Regions from separate parts of the Sus scrofa genome. Here region 2 is linked to region 1. A link is a contact called in public Hi-C data. All regions are on one chromosome and are shown on one strand. Each heading gives the region's core, a stretch centred on a gene start, on an enhancer-like site or on the middle of the called end of the contact. The rest is flanking DNA. Distances are from core to core; before and after follow the strand shown. Region 1 holds the start of ARHGEF11 (rho guanine nucleotide exchange factor 11). Region 2 holds the start of PRCC (proline-rich protein PRCC).

What was found. Hi-C and Micro-C count contacts between places; a contact is called where the count stands out from the background.
Region 2: a Hi-C map of heart right ventricle shows a contact between it and region 1, with 3 times the contacts expected there. The contact joins the promoter of PRCC here to the promoter of ARHGEF11 in region 1. A contact is called at or near these places in 1 of 47 Hi-C or Micro-C datasets (heart right ventricle) and 1 of 2 datasets of contacts at active chromatin or transcription factors (alveolar macrophages).

Annotation. Positions count from the first base shown.
Region 1 is chr4:93,042,554-93,047,732 of Sscrofa11.1, forward strand. It overlaps ARHGEF11 (rho guanine nucleotide exchange factor 11), which reads left to right and starts at 2,980. Exons shown (of 42, transcript XM_021089647.1): 1 at 2,980-4,516. The coding sequence starts at 4,485.
Region 2 is chr4:93,323,610-93,329,374 of Sscrofa11.1, forward strand. It overlaps PRCC (proline-rich protein PRCC), which reads right to left and starts at 1,890. Exons shown (of 7, transcript XM_001924343.6): 1 at 885-1,890. The coding sequence starts at 1,352.

The DNA of each region.
Region 1 (5,179 bases), core at 1,730-4,229:
TGGATCCAAGCTGCAGCTTGTGGCAACGCCAGATCCTGAGTGAGGCCAGGAATTGAATCCACATCCTCATAGAGAAAAATTGGGTCCTTAACCCGCCAAGCCACAACAGGAACTCCCGCACTGACTATAGTAAAAACAACTATTTAAGCTTAAATCATATTTACCTTTTAATATATGGACTGACCTGGCACCCCCACCAGGTCACTACTTCAGAAGTCATCCCTCACATGAGATGTTTCCAGGAACCTGTGGGAATGCCACACACAGGTCAGATATTGTTTCTTTACAATGTATGCCATCCACTGGATAAAAATAACCTCTTAACTGCTACAAACTTAACAATTTTTAGTAAAGATAGGGAGAATGACCATGAAAATTCTTATGCTGCAGAGATTCATTGGTTATCTCTTGGGAAAGGCCTAAAAAGAGGACAATGAATGTAGCAGGAATACACATTTTTTTTTTCCTTAGGAATACACATTTTTATTTTACAAAATTCTATGAGAAATAGCTGGCAATACTATCTAGCACTTATTTTTTTAAAAAAAGCAAACAACAAAAACAAAAATCCACTTAATCTGTCTCTTCAAGGTGAAGATGACAGTCTATTAATGAGTGAGAAAGTTACAGTTTTTCTAAAGAAACTAATGCTTATGGAGAAAGCATTTTGAAAATGCCCTACTGGAAATGGTTCCAAAACTGTTTTTTTGTTTTGTTTTGTTTTTTTTTTTTACCAAAAACAGTGTGTTTCACCTATAAAACTTTTGCATAGTTGAGGGAAAAAAAAACCTCTAAAATTTGTTTTAAAAATCTAAATGACACTTCCAAGGGCATTCAAACCCATTGTTAAAAATATAAAAGCTTCCAGTCATTCAGGAAGGAATGATTGACTTAAGATGTAAATTTACAAGCTGATTTACAATTAAAAGTCTTTGCCATAGAGTTCCCGAGTGGCTCAGTGGGTTAAGGATCTGGGATGTCACTGCAGTAGCTCCGGTTATTGCTGTGGTGAGGGTTCGATCCCTGACTGGGAAATCCTTTTTTTTTGCTTTTTTGTAGGGCCACATCCATAGTTCCCAGGTCAGGCGTTGAAAGAGAACTGTCAGTCTAGGCCACAGTCACAGCAACTAGGGTTACGAGCCTCACCTGCAACCTGCACCACAGCTCACAGCAACACTGATCCTTAACCCACTGAGCAGGGCCAGGGATCGAACCCTCATCCTCATGGATCATAGTGGGGTTAACCACTGAGCCATGAAGGAAACTCCTAGCCTGGGAATTTATGCATGCTACATATGTGGCCAAAAAAACCAGCCTTTGCCTTGTGGTGAATGTGATTGGAAGAGGAGTTATCATGATTTAACAAAAACAATCAAGAATGCACCCCTGGAGTTCCCTGGTGGCTCGGAGCTGGCGTTGCTGTGGCTCTGGTGTAGGCCGGTGGCTACAGCTCCGATTAGACCCCTAGTCTGTGAACCTCCATGTGCCGCGGGAAGCAGCCCTAGAAAGACAAAAAAAAAAAAAAAGAGAGAGAGAGAGAGAAAAGAAAAATGTTTGGTGATACCACCAAAGACGTTTAGGAAGGGAATAAAGAAAAGGCTAATAGCAATTTCAACTGTGACGCCTCCGATTTCAGGCAGACCTGTCTTTGCTATTTCTGGTTTAGGGACTGAAGCCAGATGGGGATGGGGTGAAATTCTTATATTTACTAACTTGTACCTGGTATAATTCAGAGGAAGCTTCTAGTTCATTCTGAGCCCGCAGCAGATGCTTATTAGTCTTTCTTCTTGCTCTTTGCAAGCTCATCACTTCTAACACTGCTGGGGTCCCTCAGCTCCCTCTTTATTGCTTCTGGATGTGTGCAGCTAAATACACATACACATGTAGTCCCCCCAGAACAACCAAGATGGTGTAGAAGGGAGAGAACATAATGCAAATACATCACTGCCAGCAGGGTGTTTTACAACAGCATTTACCTAGGCAAGAAGACAAAGTTCATCTCCCAGTCCTAATGAAAAAGGTTTCCTTGCTGTCTTAATTATTTTTAACTATAACGCTTGGGACCTTCTGACTAATGTCATGTTACTTGGAAAGATTTAGAAACTGTGATTCTATGAGAGGGGAATTGTGGAAAGAGAACTGTCTCTGAAAGGATTTTCCATCTAGTTCAAAAACACTTTACTCAGCCTGGTATTAAGATGCCCAAACAACAGGAGAGGGAAGAGCCAAAGGGTCTCTTCCCCCACCTTCAGTGGGTGTTAGAAATGAGGAGAACCACTCAAAAGGGAGGAAACAGTTAAAAGAGCTCCGGGAGCCCAGGCAGGAGGGCGCGACAAATTTTTGCAAAATAAGGAGAGGAAAAAAAGGTGGGAGAAGGGACGCAGGGGCGGTGGAGAGCAGGGGTGATGACTGGGAACGCAAAACCCAGGATACGTGGGGAGGGGGCCTAGGGGCGCCGGGCACCGCAGCGGGGGTGGGAAGAGGGGAAGAAACAAAGGTCGGGTCCGGAGGGCAGGGCAGTAAAAGGGGGGAAAGCACCCAAGAGAAAGCGGAGAGAAGGCGGTAGGGGTGGTGGCGAGGGCGGCGCGCGGTGCCTCGCGGGGTCCGGGCCGGGGCCGTCGAAGGACCAGGCCAGGAAAAGCCGGGGATTCGGCCAAGCCCGGGATCAGCTAGGCCGCAGCGACGGGCAAGGCCGGCGACTGTGGGGCCGCGGAGGGAACCGGCCGAGGAGCGGCGGCGAGGAGTCAGCGCGGGGCAGTGCGCGCAGGGAGAGCCGGAGAGGGGCCGGCGGGGCGGGAGCGGCGGCCGCAGCATCGCGGCAGGGAAGGGCGGTCGGTTTCCCGCCCCCGCCCCCCGGCCGCGGCGTGAGGGGAAAGGCCGGCGGGCAACGCCGGGAGGAGGAGGAGCCTGCGGCCCCGCCCCCGCCGGAGCGAGGGAAGGAGAAAGGCTCGCGGGGAAGGAGGAGGGAGGGCAGCGCGGGGAGGGGGCGGCCGGCCGGGCCTGCGCCCGAGTGAGCGGCGAGCCGGGGGGGAAGGGGCCCGGAAGGAGGCGAGCGCGGCCGCGACGCCGGGAGCCGGACGCCCGCCCGTGCCGGCCTGCCGCCGCCGCCTTCCCTGCCTGTGCCCGAGCCGGGAGTCCCGCAGCCGCCGAGGCCGGAGCGCGGCGGTCGGGCGTGGGGCGAGCGGGCGAGCGGGGCCGGGAGCCGGAGGCCGCCGGCGGTCCTGCGCGAGGCGCGGTGGGCTCCTGCCTGCGAGATTAGGCGAGGGGCGGAAAGGGAGGAAAAAGAGAGGCCGAACGAGAGAAGCCAGGCGATCGGATTGTCCGGGAGGCTGGTGTGGAGGAATATCCCACCCCGAACTCAAATCCACAATAATAATCCAAACTAGTAATAATAAGGGAGCAGTTTTTCTGGCCAGGCGAGAGGCAGAGCAGGGGGAACGCGAGGAAGCGAAATCTCCGTTTCATGGAGGCTGAGGCAAGAGAAATTTTCGGAGCCTGGATGTGGAGGAGCAAAACAGAACTAACTCAGGAAATTGTCTTTCAGAAAAAGGCCGAACCTGGGCTGGGAATCAGGCTGGGGTAGGTGGAGAAACCTGCAAGTTTAAAGGAAAAAGAAAAGGGGGGAATATTTTCAGAGACTTTTTTCTCTGATTTGTGGCATTGCTACCAATTTAAAGGTTAAAAAGCATTGCATTTCAGGTGTTTTTTGATTTTTTTGGGGGGGCTGCGATTGGCTCATTTGAGGATTTCAGAACCTTTAATGTAAAAGCTTTTTTTTTTTTTTTGAAGGAAATTCATAATTTTGGATCCCAGGGTTGCACTGGACTTGGAAGGAGTGCTGTTGTGTACATACTATTATATGGTTTATTTATTTTTTTACTGTGCAAATCAGCTGCAAGATTTTTTTTTTCCAGGTGCCAATTTGGATTTATTCTTTTTTTTTTTTCTGTCCCTCAATATATCTGTTGTTGTGGTTTTAAGCATTGGAGGCCAGAGAATTGTTTTTCCCCCCTTTGGAGCTTGAGGCTCTCTTGCCAACAGAAGGACAGCTGGGAAAACTGGATTAAAAGGATGGTTTTTATCCATGTTTTGCAGTTAAGACTGATATTTTGAAGGCACATTCTTTCTGTGATTCATTTTTTTTTTTTTTTTTTTTAAGCCCATAGCGCTAACCTTGAAGAGATTTGTGGTTGGGTTTTTGGTTTCTAAGAAGGTCACAGTTTTTCTCTTTTTCTTTCTTTCTTTTTTTTTTTTTTTTTTTTAAGAGGGGGGAGGGGAAAGGGGGCTGAGAAAGGAGACCATGTTAACTGGTAGAAGTAGAATGGAGCTTCAGTTACCAGGGTCCTGAGAGCTGGAGGAAAAAGGATTCAATCTTCAAGTTGAGAGGCCCTCCTCTCGCCCTTCTAAAAAAATTGCAAGCGATTCAATCTCGATCAAGACCTCAGAACTACAGGATTCTGGAACCGTGGAGACACCGAGAAACCATGAGTGTAAGGTTACCCCAGAGTATAGACAGGTAGGTTTGCTAATATTGTGGGGTTGTTTTTTTTTTTTTTTTTTTTTTAAACCTTTAAGGAAGAAGACTGAGAGGGAAGGTGTTGCATTTTGATAAAAGGTTGCAAAAGGGTCTGGGTGGGCTGTGGGAATTGGTGGTTTAGAAGCATTGGTCTTGGGTACTGTCTGGGCATGTGTGTTTATTCTCCCTCTGTGTGTGTCCATGTTCAAAGCATATCCCTGATTCAGTGTTTTTTTTAATATAAGCGATAGACGGTGATGCCAGGAGTGGGGAAAGAGAGGGAAATGCTTCCAGCCGCCTTTGACTTTTGCCAGGCCAGAGGCTGAATTTGAGTCTCCAACTTGCCAGCCTAGGGGTGGGAGGCGTGCACAAGCCTGGTCACGTGAGACCTCAGGGTGAATTGGGACCGGCTTTAGGTGTTGGATCTGCAGGGGGAAAGGCCCTGGCAGGGGCGTGGGCCTCCACCAGGCTGGTCATTGTGGAATGGTGGGGCTTAGTGGATGGATCCACTGAGAAGTGGGTGGATCCCGTTTCTACCTTGAGGAGGGTGTTCTTGCCCTGAACGATGAGACAGAAACACCCTTTGCACCCATGCAGGTCTGGATTTTTACCAGTGGCTGGTAATGGCCCCCAAATGCATAGATCACACTAGAATTTCTTCCT
Region 2 (5,765 bases), core at 640-3,139, 280 kb after region 1:
GGACCTGCCCCTAAGCTGTCTCCTTTATCCCCAAAGCACTCACTCCAAGGAAGGCCTTCGAACTGTCCGCTCCAACATTCAGAAAACAACATAAGTTTAGTCGCCTATTCTAGGATCCAAGGGTCCTAAGTCACCTAGGCTTGACAAATACCTCAATGGCGAAACTGAGGCAGAGGTCTGGAGTCCAGGCAGACTCAGCTCCTAAACTTCACTCTGCCCTTTACCAGGTAACAGCTCGCACGCTGGACACCTGTTTCTCATCTGTAACTATTAGGACATCATCTCCCACAGTTCTGTAATAATCCAAGGAAAGGGTCAATGCCTGGCAAATGATCTGTACTCAAAAAAATATTCAGTTTCTTCCCTGCCCCCCTCAAAAACAGAATCCAAGATCCCAAGCCTTCTCCTTCAGACCCCGATGCTTTTAAGTTCAGAGGCAAAGGAAAAGGTTAGTCCTAAATGTTCAGCAAGGGTTCGGGAATCCTGTCTCCTGTCACCTCTTCAAGTGCCAGGTTTTATGCTGTCCTCAGTATAAGAGGGAAAGGAAAAACAAAAAACCAAAAAACCTGGCCCGCGGTGAAGATGCAACAAGGGAGAGTGGACCTAAGTGTCGCTAGGCCTGGGCCTGTCAGTGCCAGGTGATGGTTTATGGCCCTTCTGCAGGCGAGTCTAGCAGGAGAAACCCGCGTGGACCAATACCCTAACTCCCCGAAAGTTGACAAACTTCGGCTCCCATTAATCGCACTGTACCAGGAATCCAGCGGCCTAGAATCAATGGTTGCATTTATAGGACGGAGTCCCAGAATCCCCACGAATCCATCCTACAGCTTAGCCCATGCCCAAATCCAATGGACAGTTTGGGGGTGCCCTTCCCGGATACTCACATCCCCCTTATGCAGCTCCGGCGCCGCAATCTTCACCGGCTCTGTCCGCTTCTTTGGCTTGGGAAGCCCCAGGGGGGACCCGGCGCCGCCGATGGGGGGGGGAAGACTGAGGCCAGGGCCTCTGGGCGAGGGCAGCCCCAATCCTAACCCCTCCCCAACTCCCGCCGCCTCAGCCGGGCTCACGCCTGGAGGTGGGGGGAAGCCTCCCAGGCCGAAGGGCAAGGGGGGAGGAGGCTGGAGCCGGGGGTCTCCGGTGGGTGGGGGCAGCAACAGCGGCGGGGGAAAGGCTGGGGCCAGCATCTGGGGGGGCGGAGGCAGCAAAGCCGGACCCTTGGGTGCGGGGAGAGAAGCGAACAAGCCCCCTAAAGTGGGCCCAGGTGTAGGGGCCGCCGCCTCCTCTTCCTCCGGCTCCGGCTCAGCCTCATCCGGCTCACTCTCATCGCTGCTGGCGTAAGCAACCAGCGACATGGCGCCGCCCGCCTTTGGGGCGCCCTTGCCGGCAATCAAGGCCTACTTGAGACCGGGGATGCCCAGAGGCCTAGTGGGCCCCGCCACTTGGCGGGGCAGGAAACTAAAAAGCCCGCCTTCCCCGTACTCTAGGACTATCCGTGGCAGAAGCCCATGCCCACAGTTGATTTCCACCGAATAAGGCTTCCCTCTTCACTTAAGCTCCTAGTCCCGGGCAACTACACACAGCTAATGGCCGCCGAGTCACTCCGCCTCCTCCTCGCCTCACCAATACAGGAACTACAACTCCCAGAGAATACTTTGAGCACAGCACCATTATCCGACGCAAGTAGCTCAGCGCAAGGCACGGCGGGAATCGGAGTCCGAGGAAGAATTAAGCGGCGCGGAGAAAGACAGGCGGTAAACCCGCCTCTGACACGAGGACTCCTGGGAGGAGTAGTTTTTTGGAGTCGTCTGACAATTCCTGGACAACTACAAGTACCACCGGTCACCGCGGTAGTCAGGGAGCCGGGTCGGAGAGCATTTCGGTACTTGAAGTTCCCTAGGGTAGCTGCTTGGGCGCTAAGATTTATGGGAGACGTAGTGCTCGTAGAAACTGCAAGTGATGTCGGGAATGTGAGGGAGTCTGGGAAGGTGGAGGATTGGGGAAAATAGCTTAAAGGGAAAGTGATCTGTAAATCTGTAAATGAACTGATGAAGCCTTTGAGTCCACTGAAGAAACCCGGAGCACCCAGGAACAATCAGAGTCCTAGAGACCTGTACGAAGTTGGGCTGCGAGCCAGAAAGAAGGCCTAATAATAAACATCTGCAGGCTAAAGTAAATGTGACATAAGAGGGAATAAATGATCTCCCTCGCCTTGACCAAAATGCACATCCAGGAGCACATCTGGCCCGTCTAGCCTGGGTCCTGAGCTCTCTCTGCAGTGAAACAGAACGATGGGCAGGACCCTGGAAGGCAGGGCTCGGTACTTGAGATTTGGGGGCAGCTCCATCTCAGCCCCTATCACAGATTTGAGTCATTGCCTGAGTCCATCCCTTCCTGCATATGTTCTTTGTATCTGTCTCTGCCTGGTGTTTGTTGTGCCTTTCTGCGTGAACTTGTTAATTGGTCCTGTGAGTGACCTTTCTATCCATCCGTGTTGATGTGTGTCCTTTTCCCAGCTCAGGTATGTCTGCTCGTGATTCTGCTGCTCTTTCCCTGTCCACCTGTAATTTTGTGTCCTTTTCATGTTTATTCGTCTTTGCCCCTTCCTGTCTGCCTGGGACTGGGTGCCCTCTACTTGTCAACTCTGTGTCTTTTATAATTTAAAGCTTTATGTACTAAAGCACCTCTGTGTGTGCTCTATCCCCCTACTCCCAGAGAGCAGAAGCATCTACTGAGCTCAGCCCATGAAGACTGTTGAGGTTTGGGGAGGAGGCTAAAGAGGAAGATGGAAAGGATGATGATGGCCACAACAACAACCAAAAAGAGAGTCAGTGAAGGCCCAAGTGTGAGTGAATTCACCATTAGAGAAGGTTGCTGTGCCCTCCACCTCCCCCCGCCCCACCCCCACCTTCTCCATGTGTCTAAATCTCACCCTGCCTTCACCAACAAATTCATATGCTGCCTTCTCCATCTGTTTGCTTCAATCTGTTTGCTCCCTGCTCTGGATGCCCAGAGCACTTTTTTTTTCCTGCCTACCAAATCTTAAACTTTAATGTGCCTAAGATCCCTGGGAAAGCTTCTTAAAAATGCAAATTGCTGAATTCCAGCCTAACTGATTCCTCTTCAGTAGGTGTGGAGTGGGGCCCAGAAGTCTGGATTTTTAAGAAAATCCTCAGTTGATTGCAAAGCAGGTACAGTGAGGACTACCCTGAGAAATTAGACCTTTGGTTCTATCTCGAAACTGGTATGCTTTGCACAGTGTTGACTTCTTCTTCTTTATTTACTTATGTATTTATTTTTTGCTTTTAGGGCTGCACCTGTGGCATATGGAAGTTCCCAGGCTAGGGGTCAAATCGGAGCTACTGCTGCCAGCCTATGCCACAGCCACAGCAATGCAGGATACGAGCCATGTCTGACCTACACCACAGCTCACAGCCACACCAGATCCTTAACCCACTTTGCCAAGCCAGGGATTGAACCTATGTTCTCATGGATACCACTGAACCACAAGGGAACTCCTGCACACTGCTGACCTTTAATACCAACTTTTCCAATCTGGGTTTCCCAGCCTACTTCCTGGTGACTTTGGGCAATCACTTCTCTTCTCCTTCTTTGAAAGATGGATAGAGTATGAAGGAGCCCCGCCCTACTTCTGTGAAAAACACTTCACTATTAACACACAGTGAAGTGATTTAGAACCTTAAGAGAATGGGAAACTTTCAAAGGGAAATGACTGTCCTTGTTCTTTTTCCTTTTTTTAGAGCCGTACCCGTGGCATATGGAGGTTCCCAGCCTAGGGGTCGAATCGGAGCTACAGCTGCCAGGCTACACCACAGCCACAGCAACGCCAGATCCAAGGCACGTCTGCAACCTACACCACAGCTCACAGCAACGCCAGATCCTTAGCCCACTGAGCGAGGCCAGGGATCGAACCCGTAACCTCATAGTTCCCAGTCAGATTAATTTCCGCTGCGCCACAACAGGAACTCCAGGGATCTGTCTTTTTATGACAAATGTTTTCTAAGCAGAGTCCTCTTACTGTAAAGATTAATGATTTACCTTAATAGGTAGACACCCTGCCCTCAAAGGTTGTTTTCATGTAAGGAATTGATAATAGAAACTTCAGGGAGGGATGGCAAGATTTGTTTCTCACCGTTTACTCTTTATACCTTTGGAAATTTGTAATCTGTGCATGTATTACCTATTCAAAGGTAGTAAAAGCAAGAGTTCCCATCGTGGCTCAGTGCTAATGAACCCGACTAGTATCCATGAGGAGGTGGGTTCGATCCCTGGCCCTACTCAGTGGGTTAAGGATCCAGCGTTGCCGTGAGCTGTGGTATAGGTTGCAGATGCAGCTCAGATCCTGCATTGCTGTGTCTGTGGCCATGGTGTAGGCTGGCAGCTGTAGCTCTGATTTGACCCCTAGCCTGAGAACTTCATATGCCACAGGTGTGGCCCTAAAAAGGAAAAAAAAAAAAAATGGTAATAGCAGTAATAAAGTCCTCCAGTAAAAGATAATGAATTGGGAGTTCCCATTATGGTGCATCTCTGGAGCACTAGGACTCAGGTTCGATCCCCGACCTAACACAGTGAGTTAAGGATCCATTGTTGCCACGCCTGCAGCGCTTAGATCTGATTCCTGCCCTGGGAATTTCATGTGCCCCTGGATGGCCAAAAAAGAAAGAAAAAAAAAAGATCATCAATTGAATAGACATATCTAATTTGGTTCCTCTTGAAATTCTTCTGGAGTTCCCGTCGTGGCGCAGTGGTTAAGGAATCTGACTAGGAACCATGAGGTTGCGGGTTCGATCCCTGCCCTTGCTCAGCAGGTTAACGATCCGGCGTTGCCGTGAGCTGTGGTGTAGTTTGCAGACACGGCTCGGATCTTGCGTTGCTGTGGCTCTGGCATAGGCCGGTGGCTACAGCTCTGATTAGACCCCTAGCCTGGGAACCTCCATATGCCGCTGGAGTGGCCCAAGAAATGTCAAAAAAAAGACAAAAAAAAAAAAAAAAAAAAAATTCTTCTAAGACTTCAATTAGAGGAATTTTTTTAAAGGCATGAAAGCTTATTTTGAAAAAATTTGGAGTTCCCTGGTGGCCTCATGGTTAAGTCTCCAGTGTTGTCACTGCTGTGGCTCAAGTTTGATCCTGGGTCTGGGAAATACTGCATGCTATGCATACAGCCAAAAAACTTTTTTTCTTTTCTTTTCTTTTTTTTTTTTTTTGGCTTTTTTAGGGCAGCACCTGGAGGTTCCCAGGCTAGGAGTCGAATCAGAACTACAACTGCTAGCCTAGGCCACAGCCACAGCAACACAGGATCCAAGCTGTGTCTTCGACCTACACCACCACTCACGCAACACTGGATCCTTAACCCACTGAGTGAGGCCAGGGATCAAACCCACGTGGTTCCCAGTCAGATTCATTTCTGCTGTGCCACAACGGGAACTCCCAAAAAACTTTTTAAAAAATCGTTTTGAAAAGATTTAAACCCACAAAGGTGGGGCCATGTGAAGAGGGGATCACAGTAACAACACTTTGGAGTTTTGTTTGTTTATTTTAACTTTATTGGAATATAGTTAATTCATAATGTTGTAATAGTTTCAAGTGTACAGCGAAATGCATCAGTCATGCATCCATTCTTTTTTTCCCGATTAGGTTATTACAAACTATTGAGTAAAATTTCCTGTGCTGTACAGTAGGTTCTTGTTCATAATCTACTCTAGGAGTTCCCATCGTGGCTCAGTGGTTAACGAATCCGACTAGGAACC